Linked DNA regions of Mus musculus: region 1 is linked to region 2. A link is a contact called in public HiCAR-type data. All regions are on one chromosome and are shown on one strand. Each heading gives the region's core, a stretch centred on a gene start, on an enhancer-like site or on the middle of the called end of the contact. The rest is flanking DNA. Distances are from core to core; before and after follow the strand shown.

Region 1 (3,531 bases), core at 207-2,706, 110 kb after region 2:
TCTTGGGTATGTTGTGATTATTTTTTTTCTTCACAGCTCCTAGCCCTCTGACCTTTAACCCACAGTCCTTGTCCCTGTATCTCTGATGACTTGGCAGTTACATGTTTCTTTGATTTGAGTATGAAAGTATTTTTTGTGATAGATGAGGCTGGGAACTTTGTTAGTAATGAGGCTGGGGCTACCACCCAACTCTATTCAGGGCAAAGTCTGTTACTGAAAGGAACAAATATTAGGGTAATTATTAGGAACCCCTACTCTTTCATATTTATGTAATAGCCTCCATTTTTTGCTAGCACTGTATTACAGTAGCCTCACTTATGTTGGTTGTGAAGTCTTTTGAAACAAGAAGCTCAGGACAGAACACATTAAAACCCACCCAACAAACTCCATCACTGTTAACTCCTGAGGAAACTGCTTTCTGTTGGGAAAGACCTTGCACACAGAGCATTTTCTGCTCTGCTGTTTTTCTTTCTTTTCTCCTTCCCTGATCTCCTGCCACCTTCCTAATATATTCAGGTCACACCAAGACCCTGAACAATGACTGCTTACAAAAAGCAGTTGGAAGCCTTGACTAGGAAGATAAGACAAGGCAGGAGACATGGAGTGAGAGCAGGGTAGGAGTAAGGCCAACTCAGGGGTCCTAGGAGCTGGATGTTAAAAGAAACCCAGAGATCCAGAAACAAGACAACAACAACAACAGAGTTTATGGGAACTCCATGTTAGGGAGGAAGTCAAGAATGTAGCCTGGTAGCTACAGTATCAACTCCAGGGCCCTGTGAGTGAGTGCTTGGGTCAGTTGGTTCTGAATTTCAGAGAAAATCTAGACTGCTATGTATGGATGCAGGGCCACCATTTGGTACAATTCTTAGGAGCATCTGTGTGTGTGTGTGTGTGTGTGTGTGTGTGTGTGTACATACTATTATGAAGTCTAGGTTCGTAATATTAGTAAGTTGATTTGAGCCTTTAAAATGTTAAAGATAAAAGACAGAGAGATTTCTGCTAGGAACTCTTGCTGGCTGCGGAACATGCTAAGTGAACAGTGTCGAAACATACACTAAGCTTTGTCCTCCTGGAGCGATGTCGTATTAGTGGCCATCAAAGCAGCGAGCTGACAGGCCTAACTTTCCCGTGGAGATGTTGTGAAAGGGGCGATTTGGGAAATGAGTGGGCTCGCTGGCCCCCATCAGTGTTCAATGTGCTACCCGGGAGCCAAAGCACCAGCCGTCGTAATTGCTGCATTTGTTTAGGGAGGTGCGTTCCCAGGCAGCGGAGCCTCATTTCAGCGCACATGCCTCTAATTTGATGTTTTTAAATTCAGCTCCAAGACTGTCGTCAGGCGCTTGTCCCCCTCTTTCCTTTAACACTGACCACCTTGTTCCCCTTTCTCCCATGAACAGAGGCAAGCAGTGTGTATTGAAAGCCAACAGCCTTTGTGTGGCTTGAGAAATCTGAGGCTGACATCTCCAGGCCCTTTTTGTCTCTCTCGCCTCTCTCGGGCCTGTGACCTGCCAACCGGGTTTGGCTCTCCCAGGCTTTCGTCATGTTGCATATCGATTGCTTTCCTTTCCTTTATTTGTAAGATGCTAAACGACAGACCCTGCTGCACAGTGACAGTGGCTTTGGGCTGTGAGTAGGTCAGCCAACATCCCTAGGTGCTCAGGTTCAGTGACACTTCGCTGGCTTAGCTGCTGTGACATCAGCAGCTCCTAAAGGACCCGATTGATTTCTTCCAGATTGCTGTTCTAAACTCTCAGATTCTTCTGGGATTTCACTCTGCCTTTTTGAATGTGTTCTCTCTCTCTCTCTCTCTCTCTCTCTCTCTCTCTCTCTCTCTCTCTCTCTCTCTCTCTCTCTCTCTGTCTTTCTCTCTGCTTCTTTCCTTTCTTAGACCTTGTGATCCTTAGGTACTGGGCTTACTAATTACCCCCAATGCTGGCACCTGACAGCAGGTGGTCACCATTCTGTTAATTATGTCCCGGGGCTTAGAGAGGCTCTTCTAATGACATCTAATCATCTACCTTCGACTATTGGGCTGAGAGCAGGTTGCAGGCACACTCTCTTTCCCTGAGCTCTTTGAATTTATTCTTACGGTCTAGCACCATGCCTGAGAGGTAGATGATAGACTTGCCGAGCACCAGGTTCCTTCTCTTGTGGCTGGGGAGTAATCATGGCCTAAATGCAGGGAACTGGATCGACACAGAGTTGATTTACTAGTCAAACAAGCCAGCTTCAGAAAGTGTAAGCCAGAGATCGGCAAAAGATTAAGACTCTAGTCCCCCTCAATCCACAGGGTCATTTAGCACAGATCTGCCACTTTCCACAGTCCAATGTAGAAAGTAGAAGGAGATGTGTTTAATTCTTCCACAGGGGAGTAAAGAAGACTGCTGTATAACGTGTGCAAGGCCTGGGCTGCCAGAAAAGTCAGTGTAAATCCTTGTAGTGCTCTTCCCATGAACGAATGGGCCTCTGCCTTTCATCCAGAAAACAGGGAAAATATCCCTTTTGAGCTTGTTTGAAGTGCAGCCAAGAGAATTAATTGTGCATTATTTCCAGAAGGTTTGGTATGCCATGGAGGCAGGTACTGTGTGCATATATGTGTACAGACAAAGGTAGATAGCTATAGCGATAAGCCTTCACTGACTGCTTCAAGACACGGACACTGAAAGAAATGAATTATGGGTAAGGGGAACTGTCAGGTAGGGAGTATTGGTCAATTTTCAGGAACTTTAAAGCAACTGTGATGGATGTGGAAAGAGAGATCGATGGAGAACTATCAATAGGGATTTCACTGTGAAGATGTCATTGCCACCGGCTCACTAGTCCCTCCAATGACCGCAATCTGAGCAAATTAAAAGGGGGAGCATTATTTCTCATGTAACAGTGGAAATAATAAATCAATCACATACTCTCACAACTGAGGAGATCAGTCTCGGAGGTCAGGGACAGATAATATTGTTCTGGGTGAATGTCAGAGGTGTCTTACCTGATCAACAATCATGATCATAGCTTTGGTGTGCCATTGCAGATGAGCCTAACAACACTCTTTACGATAGACAACCAGACCAAGTTCCCTTTCCATATGAGAGGTGATACTCAGAGTCAGACTGTATACAATGGCCTAGAAGCGTGCAGGTGTAATCCTGGCTTATTGTTCCGAGGGTAGATTGTGTCTGCCTGTCCTCATCCTTCAGGAAACCCTCTTTTTGTTGGTGCCCCACCCCCCCATGGCTTGATGCTTGCATGTCTGTTCTCCTCGGTAAAACTTTAGCCCTGAGTCAGCATATACTCCAGGGCTTTCTTGAGTGATATATGATGTGGCCCTGGCAGGTCTCCAGGCCTCTCCAACTGATGCCACCTAGAGCTTCTTGTCATTGCCCCCATCAAAAGGAAGCTCACAGACAGGGGGTGAGAAGAAAGAAGTAATCTGGGAGCTGCCTAAACAAATGTATACTGAAATTCCAGGCAGCTGTGCAGCCCACCCCAATTTAGGATAATTCAAACTTTCTTGCTGAGTTCACTGGTTATTTGTTG
Region 2 (3,820 bases), core at 557-3,056:
TTGCCTGGGCATAGCATTTACCCTAAGTCATTCTACCAGTTAGATGTCTCCTCTAGAGAGTCAGCATCCTCAAATACTCCAAGTATTTAATACAGTATGTGCCGTGGTGTATCCCGTTCAGCGTGCCTAGCTCATTGATGCGTTTCCATTGTGTGAGTATAAAGGAGAAGTCGATGTCAAAGGCTTTAGTTAACTAAAAAACCACTTGCAAATCCATCTCATTCATAACTACTTCTGCAGAGTAAGAGAGAAGCGTTAATAGCTCTCTTCTCAAATATCCTTATCTGTGAAGTGAGTAAGTGGGTCAGGCTAGGTAGGGTCTCAGTGCTTACCCCCTCTCAGAATTACTGAAGCTATGTCATAGTATAGGGGGCAATAGGAGCAAGGCCAAAACCTGTGAACTTATTTGTCCATTGGTACCATCAGTTGCCCTTCAAAGTTACATCTGATTCCACCTCCAGGGTCATTTGTTACTAATCTGCTTTATCTTGTTGAGAAAGCACCTAAGATTGGAGTTTATTTTTCAGGGAGGGATGGTGACAGAAAAAAAAGCAGCCTAGGGGCAAAAGAAAAGAAAACTAAAGCTTCCCAAAGGGAGAAGTGAATTCTTGATCCCAGTTATAAAGCCACATCCTTCAACATTAACTTGGAAGATATCCAGACACTGCCTTTCTGTTTTAGACCACACCCTCTCCCCAGCCCTTCTGCTATCCTGTGATTTCTTGTGGTGTGGTTTATTTACTCCATTGGATTGCTGCCTATAAGTTCTGTGTTTCTTGTTCCCCTTGGTTTATTTGAATTGTGGTCATGTTCTTTTCAGGAGCCTACAATGGTCACTTGACCACAGTGCACTTCCCAAACGAGACACTGACATGTTCAAGGCCATCTGGAAATGACCCCATCTCCTTTTCTCAAACCACTCAGAATGTAAAACCCCTTCTTTTATTAAGCCAAACTGGATTCCCCAGTCTCCAAATCTTTGACATGTTTACAGCTGACTAATTTCCTTCCTGGGTGCCCCAATATTCCAGTAACTCCTGCCTTCCTTCATTACTGTCTCCCTTTTCCCCTTTCTCCTACACTCTCCTTCTTTTCCCTCATACCCTCTCCTTCTTTCCCTTTTCTTTTTCCTTTCTCTTTATCACTACTCCCTCCCTTCCCTTTCTCTCTCCCTCCTTCCCTTTCTCCCTCACACTTTCTATTTCAGTACCATGTGCCAAGCTCTATGGCCGGCACTGAAAATACCAAGACATATTCAAGGGGCTAAGCAATGAACACCCACTAATTCCAGTGCCTCCATTCACTCCTGTATTGCAGCAGTTAGGCACCTACAACCAACTTAGTTTGCCTTCATTCCTAGGACTCATTTGACTGTGCTCTGTGTCCTGTGATCTTTTGCTCTGTGCCTGTGTGTTCTGTTTCAGGGAGGGTAGACCTGAAGCTTTCTTCTTTGTACACACTGACACAAGACTGCTGCTGCATTGATTCTTGAGCAAGGCGAACAATGGAAGAAAGCCACTTTTTGTTGTTAAAGTGAGGTAGCATTTCTGCTGTAGTTAGAAAGAGCATTGTCTCTCCAGTGTCCCAAATCACTTCCATTAAACAGTCAATGTGATAACTGTCTGTGACATGTTCTATTATCTTTCTAGTTGTTCTGATGTTCCTTTCAGCTGGTCCTATAGCCCCCTTTCTCAGTAATGTCTCCCCAGTGAAAGGAAAAAGACTGCAGAGGCTTCAGACTGACGGACGCTCATGCCAACTGTGAAGTTGAAACAAAGCCAGTGACCAGCTGAAGAGGCCCCTCCTGCCCAGCAGCCACCCACATGGTGCAGTTGCAGCCAGTAGTAATCTTTGCAAGAAGCAGAGAAGCCCAGAACACTCATGAGTCAAAACCATGCCCTTCCTTGTGTGTATCCCTGTCTCGTTCAGATTGATGCTCCTTCCATTTGGATCCTGGTATGAATATGCTTGTTACTGTACGAGTGTAAAAAGCTTTGCCCAAATGTGTTAATGTATGAAGAGACTGGATTTTTTTTGGGGGGGGGAGAGAGTTATTTTTATCAAAACACAGTGTTCGTTCTTGAGAGTGATCTAGAAAATAAAAAGCAGTTGGAAAAGACAGCAAAGCAGTCACAGGCGATCCACAGAGATGCTCACACCACCACACAGAAACACCACACCATGCTCCCAGACTCTGAGCAGGGAGCTTGACTCTGTGACATACTATGGCTGCTGCCAGGGGTCAACGTCAAGCCAGACAAAGGTGCAGAAGCTTCCTGAAGTGTAGTGATAAACTGAGTCAGGAGACAATAAGAACAGCAACGACACAAAAGACAACGTCCTTGGAGGGAGCCAAGTGGGTTTGCTTAAGGAAGGATGCTCCCTTAAAGAGAGAATGGGAAATCAACCTTTAAAGGATGTAAAAACAAAACTAGATAAATGGGAAGATAGGAGAAAATAGAGTCCTTAATGCAAGCATAAGGGTAAGCAGCAGACGGGCAGAGGAGATCCACATGGTGAGTCTTGGAGACTACACATATCTCGTCTTGATTTTGCCTGACACTTGGAACCGCTGTCTGTGTGTCTAGTAGAGATGCTGCACACAGGTATCTCCCCTCCCCCACCCCGAATGTCACCTAAACCAAACTAGAACTAAAGTTCCAGTTCTGTGTCACTACAAAGATTGGTTGGTGATTCCTGAATAGAAGTCATGATTCTTCTGTTCGTGATTGCTTGTTACCAAGTTTATTCCATACAGAAAATGTTTTGCATATTAAATCTCATGGTTGCTATGAAAACGACACATTATCCACCTTTCACAGGTGAAGGAACTGATTTTGGTGAGGTTGAGCGCCTGGCCAAGGTGCTACGTGCAGCTATGCACATTCAAGGTTGTGGTCATGAAACTCAGTCCCTAGTCTGACTTTTGTGATGAGTCCCAACACAGTTGTCACCTTTACCATAGCCCTTAATGCCTGTCTACAGAAAGACATGGCTTTTCTGCTGACTTACAGCCACAGTATTTCCTACTTCCATGCTGAATTATACCAGAATGATAAAACGTATTTTCATGGAAGAAAATTGAGAATTTAGTGAAATACACTGCTTGCCAGCAGTTTGTATGTTTCTTCTTCATTTTGGTCTGAGACTTTTGATTTAGTTCTGCATGAAATCTCAAAGTTTTAAGAGCAGTAAGGGAAGGGCCTTAAGTTACCTGTTATAGTACTTTGTGACAGAAGATGTAAATCTACAACCTGTAATCAGAGTGACTTTACAAACAAACAACAAAAAGACACCCCTCCCCACAAAAACTCAAATCAAACCAACCAACCAAACAACAAAATAAACAAAACCGCCCACTTAATTGGAAATGTCCCAACAAAGACCAGAAACTAAGTCCTCTTTCAATGGCTTTTAAATTATTCCACCCTGTCCTAAAGAAACATGAACTTGTATTTGACTAAAGGCACCAATGTTGCATAGATTGGATCTCATAAAATCTAGTTTCTTCCTTCCTTGGTACTCATGTCAATGTTAAATACAGCTATGAACTAGTGTATCTATGTCAAGAAGTTGTCAATGATCTGTCCCCAAAGAACACAGAATAGCCAATGTTGTATATATACTCCTTCTTTAATCCAGCCATGGAGTCATTAGTTCACCTGCACCAATCCAATCCATTGTGCATCTTCTCAACCAACCTGACCTATGGCAATCATTTGCAAGTGCTATAAATGTTTATCTATGACTGTTCCAGAAATAGTTAGGTATTAACAAATACCACTAGTCATTTTGTGGTGTAATCTTCATTTATCTGTAT

Evidence for each region. HiCAR-type assays count read pairs that join an accessible place to other places.
Region 1: a HiCAR-type map of astrocytes shows a contact between it and region 2, with 8 times the contacts expected there. The contact joins two enhancer-like sites. A contact is called at or near these places in 5 of 39 promoter capture datasets (the 3T3-L1 cell line, cranial neural crest, maxillary cranial neural crest and 1 more), 1 of 15 datasets of contacts at CTCF or cohesin (the NIH/3T3 cell line), 13 of 484 Hi-C or Micro-C datasets (the 3T3-L1 cell line, the HL-1 cell line, the MC38 cell line and 9 more) and 15 of 115 datasets of contacts at active chromatin or transcription factors (the NIH/3T3 cell line, astrocytes, craniofacial prominence and 10 more).

What each region holds. Positions count from the first base shown.
Region 1 is chr9:41,696,770-41,700,300 of GRCm38.p6, forward strand. The region is part of intron 2 of Gm35835 (a long non-coding RNA gene); the gene reads right to left. Among named protein-coding and RNA genes, the nearest start is that of Gm35835, 39 kb to the right of the region's middle. Within about 2 kb of position 1,457, at least 53 of the 459 cell types and tissues checked have an H3K27ac peak or open chromatin away from gene starts, as enhancers often do. A contact at or near this core is called in astrocytes, brain, cerebral cortex and 5 more, where this site is marked.
Region 2 is chr9:41,588,550-41,592,369 of GRCm38.p6, forward strand. It overlaps Mir100hg (Mir100 Mirlet7a-2 Mir125b-1 cluster host gene), which reads left to right. Exons shown (of 5, transcript NR_131928.1): 5 at 1,425-1,470. Among named protein-coding and RNA genes, the nearest start is that of Mir125b-1, 8.5 kb to the left of the region's middle. Within about 2 kb of position 1,807, at least 60 of the 459 cell types and tissues checked have an H3K27ac peak or open chromatin away from gene starts, as enhancers often do. A contact at or near this core is called in astrocytes, brain, cerebral cortex and 5 more, where this site is marked.